Regions from separate parts of the Oryzias latipes genome. Here region 1 is linked to region 2. The links are chromatin contacts, called in public Hi-C maps. All regions are on one chromosome and are shown on one strand. The core of a region is the stretch at or near the end of the contact, and the rest is flanking DNA. Distances in the headings are between cores, read along the strand shown.

What was found. A called contact is a pair of places that touch in the nucleus more often than the background predicts.
Region 1: a Hi-C map of embryo shows a contact between it and region 2, with 2.4 times the contacts expected there. The contact joins the promoter of dupd1 here to the enhancer-like site in region 2. A contact is called at or near these places in 3 of 5 Hi-C or Micro-C datasets (embryo and fibroblasts).

What each region holds. Positions count from the first base shown.
Region 1 is chr19:10,233,747-10,239,019 of ASM223467v1, reverse strand. It overlaps dupd1 (dual specificity phosphatase DUPD1), which reads left to right and starts at 1,547. Exons shown (of 4, transcript XM_023949190.1): 1 at 1,547-1,684; 2 at 1,769-1,955; 3 at 2,033-2,256; 4 at 2,332-2,807. The coding sequence starts at 1,786. The coding sequence ends at 2,534. It overlaps kat6b (histone acetyltransferase KAT6B), which reads right to left. Exons shown (of 17, transcript XM_023949186.1): 17 at 4,024-5,273.
Region 2 is chr19:10,081,609-10,086,375 of ASM223467v1, reverse strand. All of the region lies in intron 3 of adk (adenosine kinase), which reads right to left. Among protein-coding and RNA genes, the nearest start is that of adk, 11 kb to the right of the region's middle. Within about 2 kb of position 1,450, at least 4 of the 8 cell types and tissues checked have an H3K27ac peak or open chromatin away from gene starts, as enhancers often do. A contact at or near this core is called in embryo, where this site is marked.

The sequences.
Region 1 (5,273 bases), core at 298-2,797, 150 kb before region 2:
AAATGTGTTTGTTATTAAGGTTTAAAAAAGAAAATTGTTTTGGTGGCAGCAAATAACAGCAGCCCAAAAAAAAAAATAACAACAATAACAAAAATACAAGAAATGTAAAAGCAAAAACAAACAAACAAAAAACAGAGGCCAAATTTGGCCCCGTGGGTTCTGCATTTTCATTTTTTATGCCCACATTCATGAATAAAATGTGTTATTTGTTCTATTCCTTTATTGCAAAGTTATTTAATGTGCTTGTAAAAAATAAATTTAAATTCTACTATTATTTTGAAAATCCACAAAACTAAAATGTTGTTTTTCAAGCACTGAATGGGCTCCCTGTGATCCTTTCTTCCTTTCTGGAGTACAAATGTATTGTTTTTACCAGATATTTTTACTGCTCAATGAAACATCTGGAAAGCATCTGTGAATCTTCAAATATTGCTGCAGGAGATAAAAGACAAAATGTATGAAAATAGCAAGAACATGCAGTTTTGATTGGAAAATAGTCAACCAAACAATACAATTTTTACCCAAATGTTGGTTTCTATAGAGGTCTTTCAAGTCTGACAAATATTGAAATATCACTACTTGCTGCTCAGACCCCTGATGCACCTCAACAAGACAAACAACACAAAGACATGTCTATAAATAAGCAATGCTCCACTTATTTATTCAGATTCCTCAAAACGCTGCGTCTTAACTGCTGCAATCTGGTGACGCACAGTTAAAACTGCGATGTGTCTAAAAAAGCTCGATACAAAATGACAAAAATATGCCAACATGGTCGTGAGCGTGTTTACAGATTCAGGTCAGACTTTGAAAGGAGATGAAACACTGAAGCCATCTTAATAAGAAATGCTCTCCAGAGTTCGCTGGGAGAAAGATGCCGTCAAAATAAAGGGAATTGGATATCACAGGTTTAATGATTTCACTGTCAGAATGAATGATGGCAGAGGATGAAGATAAGACGGAAAAATAAAGGAGTCTGATGGTGTGAAAACTCAGCCTGACATGTTAGCGGTTTCTGCAATACAGCCATCATCCTGCTCTCACGTTTTGGAGCTCGCATTTAGATCTCTGAATGGACCGTGTTTGCCATATAATGGGGAATCAAAGACATGTGCCATCCTGTAAAAAAAGAAAAAAAAAAACTCATCTGCCTGACAGTCTGACACATTTCACTTCTGCTCGGGCCCCTGAGGGCTTAAGAAGAAGCATCCCTAACAGGAGTTGTGAAGCTGCGCTTACATGCTTTCTCCCAGCCTCTGAAGATATGCAGAAAGGCTAAGAGAGGCTGACACAATTTCAAGAAGTCGCAGCTGAGCAAAAGCTCACTGCTCACCCCAGTGAATATGGGCATCCGTTGGCAAGCGCAAAGTTTGGATAACCACAGCTTGCAGCCGGCAGCAGAGATTAAAGCTGTGTGTTTAGATGTGGATGGCAGGGACTGGCCGGGTTGAAGTTTTCCCTACAGGCACAGAACGTGGCAGCTAAGGTCAGGGGCCTGCCACATCACAGCACTAAAAATATCCTCTGCATTTGAAGCTTGTCACAGAGGCGGTTATACAATCTGTGTCCTGACTCAAGGCTGCCAGTACTAGGAAACTTACCATGTTCTGCTTCACAACAAGCTGCCAGAATGCAGAAAAATCAAACTCTTGAGTAAAAAAAAAGAAATAGCCACGCTGAAATGGTGAGTTTTAACAAAGCGTGTGACGAACAGATGTCTTAGTTTGTGACTGTCGAAGGGCATTTCCGTTTCCTCTTCAAACTGAAGCTAAAGAGAGTCAAAGAATGGCTTCCCAAGAGAGGGAGAAAAACGATACGAAAGCAGGAGAGGAATCCATTCCAACTGATGACTATATCACACCTGGGGGCTACGAGCTGGAGAAAATCCTGAACCGTGGGAGTGTGGCTTACACTCATGTCAATGAAGTCTGGCCTAGTGTCTATATTGGGGATGAGTAAGTGCAACAAATGACTGTTCGGCAAAAAATAGCAAGGAATTTGGATGTTTTTACCAAAATGTTGCTTCCTACAGGGAGACAGCAAAAGACAAGGTCAAGCTGAGGAGTTTGGGGGTCACGCACGTCCTGAATGCAGCAGAGGGGACGTGGAACAGCGTGGACACCGGGCCTGCTTACTACACTGACATGAACATTGTTTACTATGGAGTGGTAGCAGAGGACGTGCAGACGTTCGATCTCAGCCAGTATTTCTTCTCAGCGGCTCAGTTTATCCACGAGACACTGAGCGACGCTCAGAGTAAGACATCTGCAGTGAAGTTCCAAACTTCCGATCTCAATGTCTGGAAAACTAAAATCTGATTTCTACTCTCAGATAAACTGCTGGTGCACTGTGTGATGGGAAGGAGTCGCTCCGCCACGCTTTTTCTTGCCTATCTCATGATCTACGAGAACATGACGGTGGTGGACGCCATCGAGCACGTAAAGAAACGCAGACGGATCATCCCCAACTGGGGCTTTCTGAAGCAGCTGAGAGAGTTGGACCAGCAGCTCCAGCAGGAAAGAAGCAGCTCTTGATAGCAGAACATTTTCAGACATTAAGAATCTGAATTTACACTCAGCTAAGAGCTGTGAGACATTTGAGAGATCCATTCTGAAAGTTAATCAAAATAAGGACTAACTTTGAAGACCTATTGATGCAGATCTTGTGGGTATGTAAAATCAGGTATAAACTGGGGACATTTGTTAGTTACACTTTAAGTTGATAAAGAATATGGTTGTAATGATTCATTTTAACAATTTGATTCATATATTTTTGCTGCGCAATACAAGTCATTGGTTCATTTTGAACGATCTGATTCACTGACCTAGAATTGATCCAGGACATCTGTAGCCAAAAATTCAACCATTGTGATTCAGAGATAAATACCTGGGTGTTGAACAGCACAGCTGAAGTTTTCCAGATTCTTTGCATTTCTTGCAAGATAATCAAGCGTAAATTAAATATGTGTACAGACAAGTAAACAAAAATGAATGACTAATTCATTTATACTACAGTTTACTAAAGTTCAGTCCACTGTTGTTTTTCCTCATCAAAATAATCGTCGTTATATATATATATATATATATATATATATATATATATATATATATATATATATATATATATTAATATTAATATATAGCCGTTTTTGTCTTATAAATAAACCTACCATGTCTCAATCCAAATGGTATTTTCCAATATCGATATAATCGATATGATAATAGTAAAGGTCGCTTTGATTTATAACTTGACTCAGACGGATTGATCTACTTGGACTGTAGAATCAATTCATCGATTACCGTACTTACCCCCCCCAATAAAGACCTTTTCATTGAAATTAAGATGCATAGATTAGAAACTACATTTTAGTCACATTAATCCAAATGCAGAGTGACAGATATTCATTTATATGAACTGGAAGCTGCTGCTACTCAGCTATTTTAACTTTGCTGAGATTTTGATGTATTTAAAGGTAGGAATCATTGACCGCCCAAATGAAAAATCACCAAGAACCCAAATCAGATGTTTTGAAGATTAAATATTAAATGTAGACAACATTGACCGGAGTGAGTGTCACATCATCCATAGAAAAGAGTTTCCCTCTGGCCCCAAGTGAGTAAAGTCAATTCAGTTGCCTTTCTTTTTTTTTAAGATAAGGATGCTGCCATGTTGGAGCCAGACGCCGTCAGTAAGTAGCGATTGGTTTCTACGGCAACCACACACTCACCAATCAGGAGTGAACTTGTTGGAAGTCCATCCTCTGCCAATTGAAAGTCTGCTTGGAAGAATCTAAAATGTTCTGAATGTGAGACCACCTATTTTTGAGGGATCTGAAAGGTCAGTTTATAACTAAACTAAAGAAATAACAATGGGATAAAAGGATTCGCAAGAACATGTTTTAAAAAAGGTAGAGAAGCGAGAATGGTTATGCTGACAGAATAATAGCTTCTTTCTTTCTCTAGAGATCTATGGGATTTTGGCTTCTTGGAGCCAGCAGGTACAAATGTATGAGGAGAAAAATGGTTTAGATGGTCAATCATAATTTATTTTTATGCTAAAATGTACAGCATTTTAAATGACTGACAAAAGGAGAAAAGTCATAAATACAAGAATGTCGTTCTCTCTGATTTGTGTGCACATCCCCAGGTATTTTCCTCCTGTTCAATCCAGCGACTCTGTACAGGTACAAAGGCTACAAAAGAGCAATATTAACAAAAACACAAATACAAGTTGCGTTTTACATGCAATCCATTAGCTTAGTTTGGTCTATTCACAGGCTCTATTCTTCTACACTTCGGTAAAATATAAATTCGACATTTTATAAAGATAGAAAACAAATCTACAGATGGAATGAAAACGTAGCTTTAAAGGCATTATGTAAAATATTGACTTTGGACTAAATTTATATCTTCTTTATTGTTATTCCTTTTTATAATCATTTAGTTTCTTTAAATTCTGCCACATTTCTTGACATCCTGAAATGTTTTAGAATCAACAGGGTACAAACACTGAGATATGCTTTGTTATTATGACAGAAATCAGTCTGCTTTATTAAACAGAAAGCTGCCTCGAGGAGATCTGTTACAAAAAGACTTCAGAATTATACATACATCGCAATAAAACCTCTCAAACCAAACAGAAAACAGGACTAAGTTTACATATTTTTTTTTTTACATTATTAGATTTAACAAAATATAGTTTCATCTTTCTCCCCGTGGAGGGAAAACCTAATAAAAGGCAAGATATTTTTAAAATGGCTTGCCATTAAGCACAACACTTGTACAGTACTACTCAATGCACTGTCACTAACAGAGACTGAAGCATGCTTGGTGTCACTTTACAAAATAAGTACAATAATTTAAATATGCAAAGGCAAAGAGTATAGTACAAACTAATTGTCAGCACTGTTAGACAGGTACACTGAACAGGTTCAAACAGCCACTATGTCCACTTGTAGCAGGCACATTAAATGGCTTCATCTGAGGCTGCTACACGACTGCAAGAGCACTGATAAAATCTATGTCTGAGCTCAGAACCCGACACGTCGGACACTAACACTACTTAAATATATTTTCATCGTAACGATGTAAGGCTTCCCATCTGAACGAACAAAAATACTCTTTAAAGTTTACTCGCGGAAACTTTTTGCATTCTTTCCAAGTGCTGCTGCTGGTTTTTAAGTAATAAAACGGAAAAGGAAAGACACGCACGCACACGCGCACACACACGCACAAAAAGAAAAGGCCAGATCAGTGCATCTTTAAAAAAAAAAA
Region 2 (4,767 bases), core at 201-2,700:
CAGCGTTACAACCCAGCATTAAATACACAATGCAAAATAAAAGGACTTCACCTCAGAAAAGGAAATAAAATTGCCAACTTTAAAGGAATTATTTTGTTAATTGGACATCGTTTTTCTGTCATTATTTCACCAAATGTTTTTTACTAAAAAAGATGTGAGTTGTTGGCCCACAACATTAGCTACATTAGCTAAAACTTACACGAATTTAAGAACCAAGTCTTTTTATGTTGAGAAAATGTTGAAATTTTATCAAATACCTGGAACAAGTGAAATAAAATGGGAATTGGAAACAGGGCTTCCATTGGGAAACGGGAGATAAACAATTGCAGCGTTTACACATAAACCACAGAAGCACACTTGACAAATACTGAAAGCAGTTCTTTCCGTTTTTGCATTTTCCCATCATATTGTCATTTTGAACATCAATACCTTTGGCGCTTAGGCGCAACATGATGCAAAGCTGGGCTCCGCAGCAGAGGCTTTTTCCTTGGAGCCAGGAACATGAATAATGTGTATTCTCCACATTCTTCACATAAACAGTCTCCTAGTGGGCCAAGTATATAAACGTGTCCACCCTGCTAGGGTAATTGACCCAACTGCAGTGAAGATGACATGCTATATTAGGAGTTGCTTGGCTTTTTTCCCATAACTCTACATCGCAGGCTGTTCCTTTGAAGCATATTTACAACAGAGGTGCAGGGGGGGACATCACATGACATGCTAAATAGGTCAAGGTGGACCATATCATTCCCTCTGGTGCCGTGTGTAATTTCATCTTATATTTACAGAGTGGAGGTAATTGTTGTGGAAAAAGCTTGATGCTGGCTTATGTTATGTTCAAATGCATTTGGGGATTTAAAATGTATTTTATGGCTTCACTTTTAGGAGGAAAAACATATGAATTTTAATCTTTAACAGGACGTGTACAGTTTTTATAAAATCCCAGTGCCACAGACTGGATAAATCCATATGCAGAGTGCATTATGACAAACCAACATGAGTGGAAACAGGTTCAATACCTGGCATAACCTTGCTTTAACGAGGCATGGTCGAATTTTGAGTTAGTGTGAAAGTACCCACAAATTCTTCAAAGAAAGTCTACATATCGTTTCTCAAGGCAAAGGGTCTGCCCGGGGCACAATGTTCCTAATAAAGAAAAAAATACTTTCCATGCAAGTGGAAAATATGCTAAGCAAAAGAGAAAAAAAATCTTTCCTCAGACACCTGTTATGAGTCCTCGACAAAAAGGAAAAAATTTGAGCTCTGTGGATGTTTATAGCAATGAATGTAGCCGAGGGACTCTACACCCATTTCAAATGGAGGCGCAGTTTCTGAGCATTTGAACTTTTTTTTCCTCACTAGAAGTATTTGCTCCACCTTTCAGTGCAGACAGCATGGGGCCCTGCTCTTGGACGCCTTGAAAAAAAGAAAAAAAAAATCCAATCCGAAAAAGGAGCAGCTGCCCGGAGACCTTTACACCCTCAAAAATCATGTGATCCCTCAGCAGCGACACCGTAAAAGGCCCCCATGGCCATTTATGGATAGAAAATCCCTTTCCATCTACTGCAGTCGGGGCTCACCCTTTGATAGGAGTGAGCATGAGGACAGAAATTGTTTTTTGAAAAAAAAATGTCTAAAGCTACTCACCTCACCCTTTAAAACCTGTTGGTGTTGCTCAAAGGAAAAGCAATTTCAACTGTGGCGCACATTTCACCAACATATAGAGTACATGTGCTTTACAAGAGGCTGCTATTGACACCGACTGGATATCACTCTTGAAATAGTGTTTTAAATACAAACACACCAAACAACAAGTCTGCCCCAATGGTAGGGGCAGCTCACATAACTCAGAGACATTTTGGTGTTTACATTCCTGGGGATTGAACCCCCCACCGTTGTTTCCCATCAAGGGAAATATGAGAGCCTCTAAGTACTTCTCTATCCAAGAGACTCACAAGTCCCCCCTCCTCACAAATGCTTTACAAAAAAAAGGCAAGTAGACTATTTACATGAGGCAATAATTCAAGATTTGCTCTTCTAAATCTCTTACATGGAGGGCAAGGCGAGCCCATTTAACCAATCCCTCTTCATTCGCCTTTGATGTTAGCCTATCTCTATAAGACTGGATGAGTGCTCTAAAATCCCAGTCGAGTGATTTCACAGGAAGAACAAGTCTCTGTTAATCAATGGCTAGATTGGATCTGGATCCTCCAGAGTGGTCTGCCTGAAAGTCCTCCCCAAGTGTTTGAGTGCACACCGGGGTAATTCATTGTTAATGATCACCGTAGCACCCATTCTCCTACGCGCCGTTCGTTCTCATTTAATTGCCTCGTTCACATTTAAACAGCTTACAAATCACAGGGACAGGCATGAAAAACATGATCAAGCTGTCCCGATCCCTAATCAGGAGAGGATCGACGTGTCTTCGCTGTCCTCCTTTGTAGAAGGTGCGTCGGAAAAAAGCTACAGGTATATTTAAACGGATGTTTTCTGCAGAGAAATGCGGCTAAAAGGCTTCGGAAATCACAGTTTCAACATGGCCATCTGGAGTGGAGACAAGTTCCTTCATTGATTAGATTCCCCAATCAGTAAGTGCATCCAATACCAGCCTTTCGTTGGTAGTCCAGAGGCACTAGAAGGACGGATGCACAGGTAATTGTTTCCATAGGTCAGGGGGAGGAAAAACCACTCAGGGATGTGACGAAAGGGAGATGGAAAGGGTGAGGAATATTGTTGTTTTTTTCTCTCCAATTAAATTGTTTGTCAAACCCTTCACAAAGGGTTACACAGTTTATCTGTTTAGGATCAATACGCTACGTCTGGGAGTGAAAGCTTGTCCCGACACAAGACAGGCCCATTAATTATTCTGTTCTGTGTGCTATCGCTGGGCTGCTCAAGGTTGAGCCTTATCTTTTCTTATTTCAAATCAATAATTATCTTCCATGCCTGTGCAACCCACTCAGAAATAGATGTACTTTTCATTCAATACCTGTAGAGTCTGCCTCTCTCGCGCAGCAGATGAAGAATGCAGAATGAATAGGAAATTCTTATCGCTGGAACATTAAGGCGGGGTGAGAATAGATGGCAAAGAACGAGGCACATAAAAGCACTGAGCACAAATGAGTCATGATTCAAAGAGCGACTGAGGCCTTGTTCCCTGTCCTCTGACACCCTCTAATAGACTGCACTGATGGGTAAATGTTGATTTGCACAAACGCATTACAATATCGTCATTATTCAGGTACCCCCGGTTCATTTGTGTAAAAAAGAAAACACACACAACTGCGTTGCACACTGGATGCACAATTAATGACTGCACAATTACATGGTCATAATGGGTGAGTAATTGCATTAGAATGCAGAACCAACAAATGTGCATCCCTTTAATAATCGGCCGATCCAGCAGCAGCAACAGCCATTTGTTGGCATTAGCTGAAGACTACTGTTTGTACGTAATTAGGCTGCACTCAAGGATTAGGCGGTGGGGATGAAACCGGTCGAGAAGGATGAGTTCATCTTATTTCCTCAGAAATGTCACAGGTTTTTTGGCTTCGCGCTGCAGAGGGTGGCGTTTGTCACATTGTGCTGTGTGTTTGTGGGAGTGTGTGAGGATACGAGGGAGAGGGGAAGAGGAGTGGGAAAAAGGCACGCAAGGATGGGGGCTTCTGGCGTTCTCTCGAGGATTGAGATTTGAAGCTCGAGCACAAAGCCTTTGAGACGTTCCCCTTATCTTGGAGGTGGATACCGGGATCTGGGCGATTCAGAGCGCTCCATGTGAATAATTCCACCAGCGTCTTTTGCTGTGGCGACCATATGGCCCAGTTTGAACTTTAAACATGCTGGAAGTGCTGTGGCTCGCCGCTCAGCCTTCCTATCTTTACACCTGCAAAGGCTCGGCGCACAGGAACGATCATGTACATCTGCAAAAGGCTGACATCAATGGATTCCTTCCTCTGTGGCTGCTGCGAGATCAAAGATGGCTAAAAATAGCGTCTCTGAACTGAACATTGTGTATGTACCGACTGAGACGCCCACATTTTAATTATAAAAAGCTTCTCTAAAAGGGGGAGTGGGAAGGAAAGGAATCATCTTCACACAGTCACAGAAATGTAGATTGTTTGTTACACCTCCTTTCACTGGGGGATGTTTCCTTCTGGCACCACCTGCTGGCAGCTGGCGTCAACAAAAGAGAGGAGGCATCTGCAGCTCCAGTGAGGACAAGCTGTAATTATGATTGCATCAGCCACCTCTGGTGATGCAGCGAGCGCGCCCTAAATGCAGAGAAATCACCCGCACCGCTAAACGTTCACCTGTTTCGTTAATTAAACATTTCTTTTTTTTTCTTGCACGATTTATGGGACGTGGAACCTCACTACAAGTCAGATTTATGTTAGCACTGCAAGAAGTCGAATTCGTGCTTATCAATAAAACATTCAAAGAAGTGTAGCTGGCAGCTGAGCGTGTTTCTGTTGTCTCTATTAACAGCTGAGTGTCATTATTCTCCGCGCTCTCTTTTGCTTGATGAAAGTAGGGCCATGACCTTTGTCCTGAGCACCAGGGGGAAGCCCGACATGCTGACCCCACCCCCCACCCCCCAGTGGCTGACCGAGGTGAGTTTAAGTACCGTACTCGAGCACTCTGTCTTAGCGGCGGATCAGGATGGGGAAGAGGCAGGTTGTAATGTGTCTACACACTCAGTCAAGCATAAGTGCCCCCAGTGAAGTGGCACCATGCAGCCCCGGCATGCACTCCTGCATGTTAGTACAC